Linked DNA regions of Oryctolagus cuniculus: region 2 is linked to region 1. Evidence: chromatin contacts called from public Hi-C data. All regions are on one chromosome and are shown on one strand. The core of a region is the stretch at or near the end of the contact, and the rest is flanking DNA. Distances in the headings are between cores, read along the strand shown.

Region 1 (4,250 bases), core at 447-2,946:
TAAGCACAATGATTTCAAATAAGCTTAGACAAAGTTAAGCCTCTCACAAAATAAGTTTGTACATTACAAAACACAGAAACATGTACGTGTGAAAATGAACAGATGTTCTTCGTTGTTAAAACAGTAAGAACACTATCAAGTATCAGCAATTTACCAAAAAATAAATGTTCTAAGAAAGGCCAGTCAATATTTGAATATCACCTTGAGAATATAACAAATAGTACCGGTAGAAGAAAAAAAATGAAATTTAAAACAAAGAAATCAGATTCTAAAATCCTATAGAACTTTCTAGCTTAATGTGGAGAATAACTTTTTAAAAAATGATTCATTATTGTGAAAATGTTACTCAAAAACATGGAAGAGAGCAGCATAATGAATCCCACATATCTATCACTCAGATTCAGTAGTTTCTGGTATCATATTTTGTTTCACTTCTGCCTCTACTTGAATATTTTCAAGCAAATCCCAGATATTTTATAATTTCATTTTTAACTATTTCAGTTACAGAGTAACCTCTAAAGAAATATGACATCTGAATAGGTCAAAATGCATTCAAGTGGTTAAATGAGCTCTTAGGTTCTGGAATCAGAATGACTGGCTCAAATTCGGGCTCTCATACTTGTTGGGGGTACATCTGGAGCCTTAGCCCACTCATTTGCAAAATAGGGTTAATAGCAGGGGTCCTCTTATAAAGTTGTTGTGATCAATCAATCAGTAAATAGAGCTCAGAACAGTGCTTGGTACATACCAGATTTTAATTATTATGAACACTTTTTTAAGGAATATTTCCACTTACTACATAAACATTGGAATTTATAAATAATTAGATCCTCAACCATATATTTATTAACAAAGAAAAAATATACACAAATTCAGAGGAATCAGTTATTGTTCTACATGTATTACTTAAAAATATTATTGATATGGCAAACATATCACTTATCATTCCAGGATCTCAACATTTCACAAAAACTGGATCATCTAATTTTACTGCTAGGAAAATGGAGGCATATCACTAGGTGACTGGCATAGTTATTGAAATAAAGAAAGTCAGATCATAAAACAGGTAGATTTATTCTTTATAATGTCTAAGGAGCATACTTAGCTTTTTTTTTTTGTATTTGGTGTCTTTCACAATTGTGGCAAACTCAACAAAATAATTCTTAAGGATATATATAATTAAAAATTATATTAGAATCACCATGTAAAAATAAAGATTATTTAAAAATAATGGAATTTTTTTCCTAAAAATTCTTGACATGACTAAAGTCATATAAAAAGAGGTGAGGAAAGTGAATAAAAATAATCCCTTTCAAGAAATTTAAGAAGAGACTGATAAAGTCTAAAAATTATTTGAAAAGAAATTTAGGTGATATAAAAAAAGCAATTAAGACTTAATCAAAGCTGCTGAATGGATACATATATATATATATATTAAAAACACGAACTACTAGAGTAAAGAGACTTTGTAGATAAGGAAAATTCAGAACTATGAAGAATTTAAGAGGTGGAGTTGTAGATGACTTTTTCTACCCCCTAAATAAATGAACTCCAAAGGCAAACTCTGAATAAAGCCACTAATGAGCAAATGTTAAATGAACTGAAATAAAGACCTTTGAGCTGTATGGTAGGATGGCACGAGCTGTGCGGCTGGGGACATATGTGAATGCCTTTACCACACACATCTGTGCAGACTGAGTGACACATGCGTGTGCAGAGGCAAGCACAAGGCATTCCTTTCCATTTAGTAAAGACAGAACAAAGAGTCTCCTGTTTGAATGGATTGAATTACCTCACAAAGTTAATGCCTACTACATTAACGCCTTCTACATCAACTAGAAAAAAAAAGCAGTTGTCACAAAGTTTTATTCTTCTTTTTTGCAAACAGAGGTTAACTCTTCTTTGATTAAAGCATAATAAAACTGACTTCCTAGTAAATCACAAAACATTTAAATTAAATTTAAATTTAAATTCACCTTATGGTGAATTTTAAAAGAAAGTTAAAGAAGAAAAAAATTTTTGGTATTTGCTATATTATATAAAATCAAATTAATGATAAATGTTCTCACCTCTATAGTTACTGTAACAACTAATTTCCTGGTAACTCAAAATTATGTGATATTTAAAATGAACATCACAGAATTTAGGTAACTAAATGTAAATATGTCTAAAAGATATTTCTAAAATGAATATGGATTTTGTTTGTGCAGTATCTTCAGGGTGGCAGGATATTATATTAATCAGTATTTGATTGTTGAATATGTTTCATAATTTTAAAAACTCAACTACAATCTCTCTTTCACAAAGGTCAAGTTACTCTTCAGAGCTGATCAAGTATGGCATGTTTTGGTAACAAAGTATGGTAACTAAATCAGGAAATAAGGGTTTGGGAGGGACAGAAATGGTCCTCTACAGTTTTGCTTTTGGGAATCCAATAGTAACTGTCTTACTCAAAGGACATATGTGAAGAACAGCGGACAAATACAACACAAGCTTTGGCATATGTATTTCAAAAGGATAAAAAATTTTAACAAATAATAAGTGTGATTATGAAATATGAAAGTATAATACTGAAAGTATTGTAAAAATATATTTATAATACTGAAAGCATTACAAAAGTATGACACTAATTTCAAGACACATATACTATTTGAAAAAAAAAAAAAAGTCAAACAGAAGACTTCTGTGGAAGAATGTTATAGATTAGACATCTGTGGGTCACCTAAAACACTAGGAAAAACTTTGTCTCCTTTGGAATACAGGTGAGTTACAATCAAAAGTACTTACTTTATGATCTGATTTGTTTACTAAGATCCTAAGCATTTGTACTGTCACAAAACATTTCTAAGATGAGGCTTTCAGAGAACTGGTACTACACTCACATTCGTGTTTCCCCATGGACTGGATGCAGGAATACCATTTAAAAGTGATCCAGGAAAACAGCAGGAATATATCTTACCACCACCAAAAGTAAAAGCTCATAATGTTTGTTGTTGTTATTGTTTATTTTTGTTTTGGAGTGCTGGAAACAAGTTATGGAGAATATTAAGCTGAAAAATGTGGATACTGAAACTATACAACCTTCTCAGAAGGCAGCCTGAAAATCCAGGGGTATAAAAACGAATACCAAGAGCTTTACATGCTCAAACCTTTTAATTGTAGGCAGCCTTTCACCAGGGCTAAAGTTCACCTGAAGGGGAAAAACCCAACATTCTCTAACGTAAGTTTATGTTGTTTATTTAGGTTAATTTTTAATCAGACTATTTAGTTTAGCTAGGTAGTCACATGAATTATTATACGGAATCTGCCTTCAGACTGGGTTTTCAATTAATAAATTCTCATAATCCACTTGCAGTCAGGTTTTATGTCCTAACAAATTTTCTGGTTATCCATCAACAGAAAATTTTTAAGAATAAGGTCTTTATTGGGATGTACCTTACACGTAAATGCAACCACATGGAAAAATCCTTTTATGAATCTAGTTTTTTATAAATAGGTTTTTTATTCTAATGATGCCATTTAGAGGACATATTTTAGAAGGGTATCTTCTTTAGTAAGTCAAATCAACAGAGTTAAAAATATACCAGTATGTGTCTGGGTATATTCATCTTGGGTTACTACAAAAATAGTCTTCTCTCCTACCTGGCAAGAATTTTAAAAAAGGAATAAAAACAAAAAGGTTATTTAAGAAGAATTTTAAAATAAACTCTGATTAATTGGGATTTCTTCCTCTTTCTACTTAGTAATAGACTATTCTAATTGTTTATTTAAGGCTGTGTTGTTAGTTCTAAAACCCTGACAACATCCTTGATGTTTTTAATCTTCAGAATAAACGGATGCCAGGAACATGTTTGAGAAACAGAAAAGACTAGCTAGTTCTTGATGGTCCAAAAAATGACCAGTTTTAGTGTCTGCACTGATGACCTCATGTATGACTTGTTCTATGCAAAGGAAATGCTTATACATTTAGAAAAAACTGATGCAAATGAGCAAAATGCAAAAACAAATAAGCCAAACTGCACAGAACAAAAGCATACCTCATAAAGAGGAAGCTAGTTTAAGTACCAAAAGGTGTATGTATATGAGTGACAAACAACATTATTTGAGTATACAATAAATTACACATATCTTAAGTGTACAATTACGTAAGCTCTGACATATGTATTTGTATAGCTTTAAAACCATGACCACAATCCAGATAGCTGAATACAGAACAATATTTCTATAATATAAGTGACAATGTAGTATAT
Region 2 (4,250 bases), core at 568-3,067, 210 kb before region 1:
CAACTCTATACTAAGTAAAGATTTCAACAGTTTGCACCCACACAGAAACATAAAGTGTAAAATACTGTTTGAAGACTAGTTTTATCGTTAATTCTCACAATACAACACGTTAAGGACAGAGGTCCTACATGGAGAGCAAGTGCACAGTGACTCCTGTTGTTGATTTAACAATTGACACTCTTATTTGTGACATCAGTGATCACCTGAGGCTCTTGTCATGAGCTGGCAAAGATATGGAAGGCTCTTGAGTCCACAAACTCCAACCTTATTTAGACAAGGCCATAGTCAAAGTGGAAGTTCTCCTCCCTTCAGAGAAAGGTACCTCCTTCTTTGATGGCCCATTCTTTCTACCAGGATCTCACTCACAGAGATCTTTCATGTAGGTCATTTTTTGCCACAGTGTCTTGGCTTTCCATGCCTGAAATGAATGCCTATTGTTTTACAGATGAGGTCTGAGAGATCACAGGACTACATTCCACAGGATGAGTGGAGAGGAGTCCCGGTGTTCCTGGCTCCCTTTCTCCTTATTGCTTCTGTGTAGATGGCATGCCCCTCCTCCATCTTCCTCCTGCTCTCTGAGCTTCCTTCTCTCAGGGCCTTCTCTCCCTTTCCTGGGCTGTTCTTCGATGACCTCACCATCCTGGAGCTGTTCTGTCTCAGAGACCTGATAAACCACTGGCATGAAGAGAACAGTGCATTTTGTTCCTTATCTCTGGAAACAAATGTTTACTTTAATAAGAGCTTTCTGGAGGCAGTGTCTTCAGAGCCTCGTTAGGACACAGTGGGGCTTGACCTAGGTACATTTTGCTTTCTTTTGGAGAAGAAAAAACAAATTGAAAGTTCTATTTTATGAATGTGTTAGTTCAAAGATAAACATAATGCAGGCTAGATTCCTGGTGAAGTGTTCATTATTTCCTTTTGATTTTAAAAGGAATGGAAGTAGGGGCCGGCACTGTGTAAAGGGGGTAAAGCCACTGCCTGCAGTGCCGGGATCCCATATGGGTGCCGGTTCTAGTCCCAGCTGCTCCACTTCCAATCCAGCTCTCTGCTGTGGCCTGGGAAAGCAGTGGAAGGTGGCTCAGGGCCTTGGGCTCTGCACCCATGTGGGAGACCTGGAGGAAGCTACTGGCTCCTGGCTTTGGGGAGTGAACTAGCAGATGGAAGACCTCTGTCTCTCTCTCTCTGCCTCTCCTCTCTCTGTGTAGCTCTGACTTTCAAATAAACAAATCGATCTTAAAAGAAAAAAGTGGAAATAAAAACATCGTCATGAGCCCCTGAAAGTGTCATAGGCCCCAGACATTGTTCCTATAGTCCCTGGATCGTATGATGCTGCCAAGTGTCCTACCTGTTATAACATCCATCCCTAAGATGGGTTGCCCTGGGAATTCCCTGGGGAAGTGGTCCTTCTAGGGTTCTATCACTGCTAATCACTGAAACAAATTACTAATTCCTGAGACCATCTTTTTAATGTCACCATTAAGCTCTTTTAAATTTGGGATCCTCTGCATGCCTTTAGTTTTCATGAATGAGAGTCAGGGGCTCATCCCAAAATATTGTTCAGCCACTGGTCATCCAGAAATTTATGGTGACTTGCGTTTCTGATGCACCAGTTTCCTTAACATTATTGATCTTGTTGCATAGTTTTTAGTGCAGGCAGAGGCCAAGCTCTGCAAGTGGCGGGGCCAGAATTTTGTGCGCCAAGCCTGGCATTTAGACATCTGGCCACATGAGGGCATTGACGCGCCAGCCTGGTACTGCACGAAGTGACCTGTGGGAGCCAGATCTGGCCTGGCAGGAAGGAGTGTCTGGGGCTTGCCAAGCTGGTTGAGGCCTGAGCCAAGCAGGGTGTTGTCCAGAAGGCCCTTTGCTTCCCGCAACCCTGAATAACCCCCATAACTCTGGAGACACTGAAGGAAACACCGGTCTGAGGTGGAGATAGATTGCCAGTCGTTATGTCATTACTGAGCTGGAGGAAGAATTGCCCCCTTACCAGAAATACCAAGGGGAGGAATGAAAAATGTTTCTAAGACCATTTCCTGCTCTCAAAATATTAAAGCAATTTAAATGCTAAATTTTATTTTTTCAAGATGTACAATGTGGTGCTTTGATATAGGTATACACTGTGAAATGACCACCACAATCAAGCTAATGTATCCATCAACTCACATAGTTGTGGTTTTTTGAAGAAATTCTTTATTTATTTAATCTATTTGAGAGGCAAGACAGAGTGAGAGAGACTGACAGAATTCTCCCTTTTTTTGGTTCATTCCCCAAGTGCATGCAACAGCCAGGGCTAGGCCAGGCTGAAGTCAGGAGTGGGGAGGTTGATCCATTAATCCCACAAGGATGGTAAAAACCCAGCTACTTGAGGCATTATCATTGCTGCCTCACAGAGGGCTCATAAGCAGGAAGCTGGAATTGGGAACAGAGCCAGGACTTGAACCTAGGCACTCCGATATAGGATGTGGATATACCCAATGATAGCTCAACTGCTTTATCAAATGCCTTCCCTAGCTGTGAGTTTTTTCTTTGTAATCAGAATATTTAAAATCTTCTCTCTTAGCAAATTTCAAGTATACAATAGTTTTTTAAAGAGGTTTATTTTATTGATTTGAAAGACAGTTACAGAGAGAGGTAGAGGTCTTCCATCCACTGGTTCATTCCTCAAATGGCTGCAATGGCCAGAGCTGAGCCGATCTGAAGCCAGGAGCCGGGTGCTTCTTCCAGGTCTGCCACATGGGTACAGGGGCCCAAGGACTTGGGCCATCTTCTACTGCTTTCCCAGGCCATAGTAGAGAGCTGGATCAGAAGTAGAGCATCTGGGACTCGAACTGGTGCCCATATGGGATGCCAGTGCTGCAGGCTGGGGCTTTAACCCACTGCACCACAGTGTCAGCCCCTACAGTAGAGTTTTATTAACTATACTCACTATGCTATACAGTAGGTCTCAAACAATTTATTCATCCTACATTATTGAAGTGTTGTGCCTTTTGACCAAATCAGATTTCAATACCGCAGAAAATACAAAATGGTAGAAGCTTGCATTTCATGATGCTGCTGATTTTTGTTAGGCTTGGCTATTACCTTGCCTGGGTGATCTTGGACAAGTCTCTTTCCCTCTCTGACTCCCTTTCTTTGTGTGTTGTTGGATTTATCCTTTCAGTGGGCCCCTAGCCTGTTTAAGAGAGTTTTGGGGGGTTGGTAGGGGAGCCTATGTAAACTTTGATTTCCAGGCACTGGTTGAAAAAGACCTGGCTGGTGTCTGTCTCAGAGGAAAGTGGGCAAGATACAGGCTGCAAGGTGATCTTGGTGCCTGGAGACTAGAACCTTCCACTGTCCTCCTGCTGAGGCCTGGAGTAACAACTGAATCTTGGTAGAAAAAAAAAGCCAAGAGAGTGGAGCTCAAATGAGTGGGTCCAAATTCTACCCGTTCATTCGGCACCCATAGGCATCTGGCAATGGCTCTCATGTGGTCTCGTTCAGATACCACTGCAGGGGGTAACTGACTGTTGGCTCTTCATTTTAAGTACCTCTACAAAGGTGTCAACCTCTCTAGCATTTAACCATCTCTGTATCTCAGCACTTGATCCCTAAGCAGTGGAGCAGAAGTGTTAGCTGAGTATTGACTGAATATGTAGAGCTCTAGGTTCCTCGCTCCTTGACTGATTTCCTAGGTCTATGCCCTCAAATCTGCATTCTTTTAACCCTCTGCCATCCAGGTAACATACTGCCCTAGAAGTGTGTTGACAAGATGAATCATTTTCTTTAATGGGTGGTTTCCCTTCCATCCTTTCTTTTGTTTCTTTTTGCATTAAATCATATCTTAGCACGTTGGAATTCTGGGAAGAAGGATGTAAAAATAGCCGTTCTTCAGAATGAGTGTTTTCCCATCTCTTGTTTAGTCTGGAGCTGTGTCCTCGGCCTCTGCCAGGCTGTGGTCACTGTGGAATGCACTGGTGGCAGTACGTTCCCTAGTACCCCTGCAGCTCCCTTGGCAGTGCAAGCCCTGCCTGCTCTTGCCTTCAGCCTGTGAGAGCCAGGGTAGTGAGGCTACCACGAATCATAGAAGTGGATGAGGACACTCATACAGAGTTTGTTTTGTCTTGGTGTGCTTGGAAGGCTGAGATCTAAATTCTACCTTTTTATTATCCTAAGCAAAGGAGAAACAGTCAGCTGGGAGCAGATGAAATGCTACCTGTGCTCAGAGCATTGTCTAGAACACATAGCAAGAATTTGCGAGTCTCCCGTCT

Evidence for each region. Hi-C and Micro-C count contacts between places; a contact is called where the count stands out from the background.
Region 2: a contact with region 1 is called in a Hi-C map of liver, with 13 times the contacts expected there. The contact joins two enhancer-like sites. A contact is called at or near these places in 6 of 6 Hi-C or Micro-C datasets (ear pinna, embryonic fibroblasts, liver and 3 more).

What each region holds. Positions count from the first base shown.
Region 1 is chr13:79,298,082-79,302,331 of mOryCun1.1, reverse strand. All of the region lies in intron 3 of NET1 (neuroepithelial cell transforming 1), which reads right to left. Among named protein-coding and RNA genes, the nearest start is that of NET1, 48 kb to the right of the region's middle. Within about 2 kb of position 1,696, at least 2 of the 8 cell types and tissues checked have an H3K27ac peak or open chromatin away from gene starts, as enhancers often do.
Region 2 is chr13:79,512,043-79,516,292 of mOryCun1.1, reverse strand. No RefSeq gene overlaps it. Among named protein-coding and RNA genes, the nearest start is that of ASB13, 46 kb to the left of the region's middle. Within about 2 kb of position 1,817, at least 4 of the 8 cell types and tissues checked have an H3K27ac peak or open chromatin away from gene starts, as enhancers often do.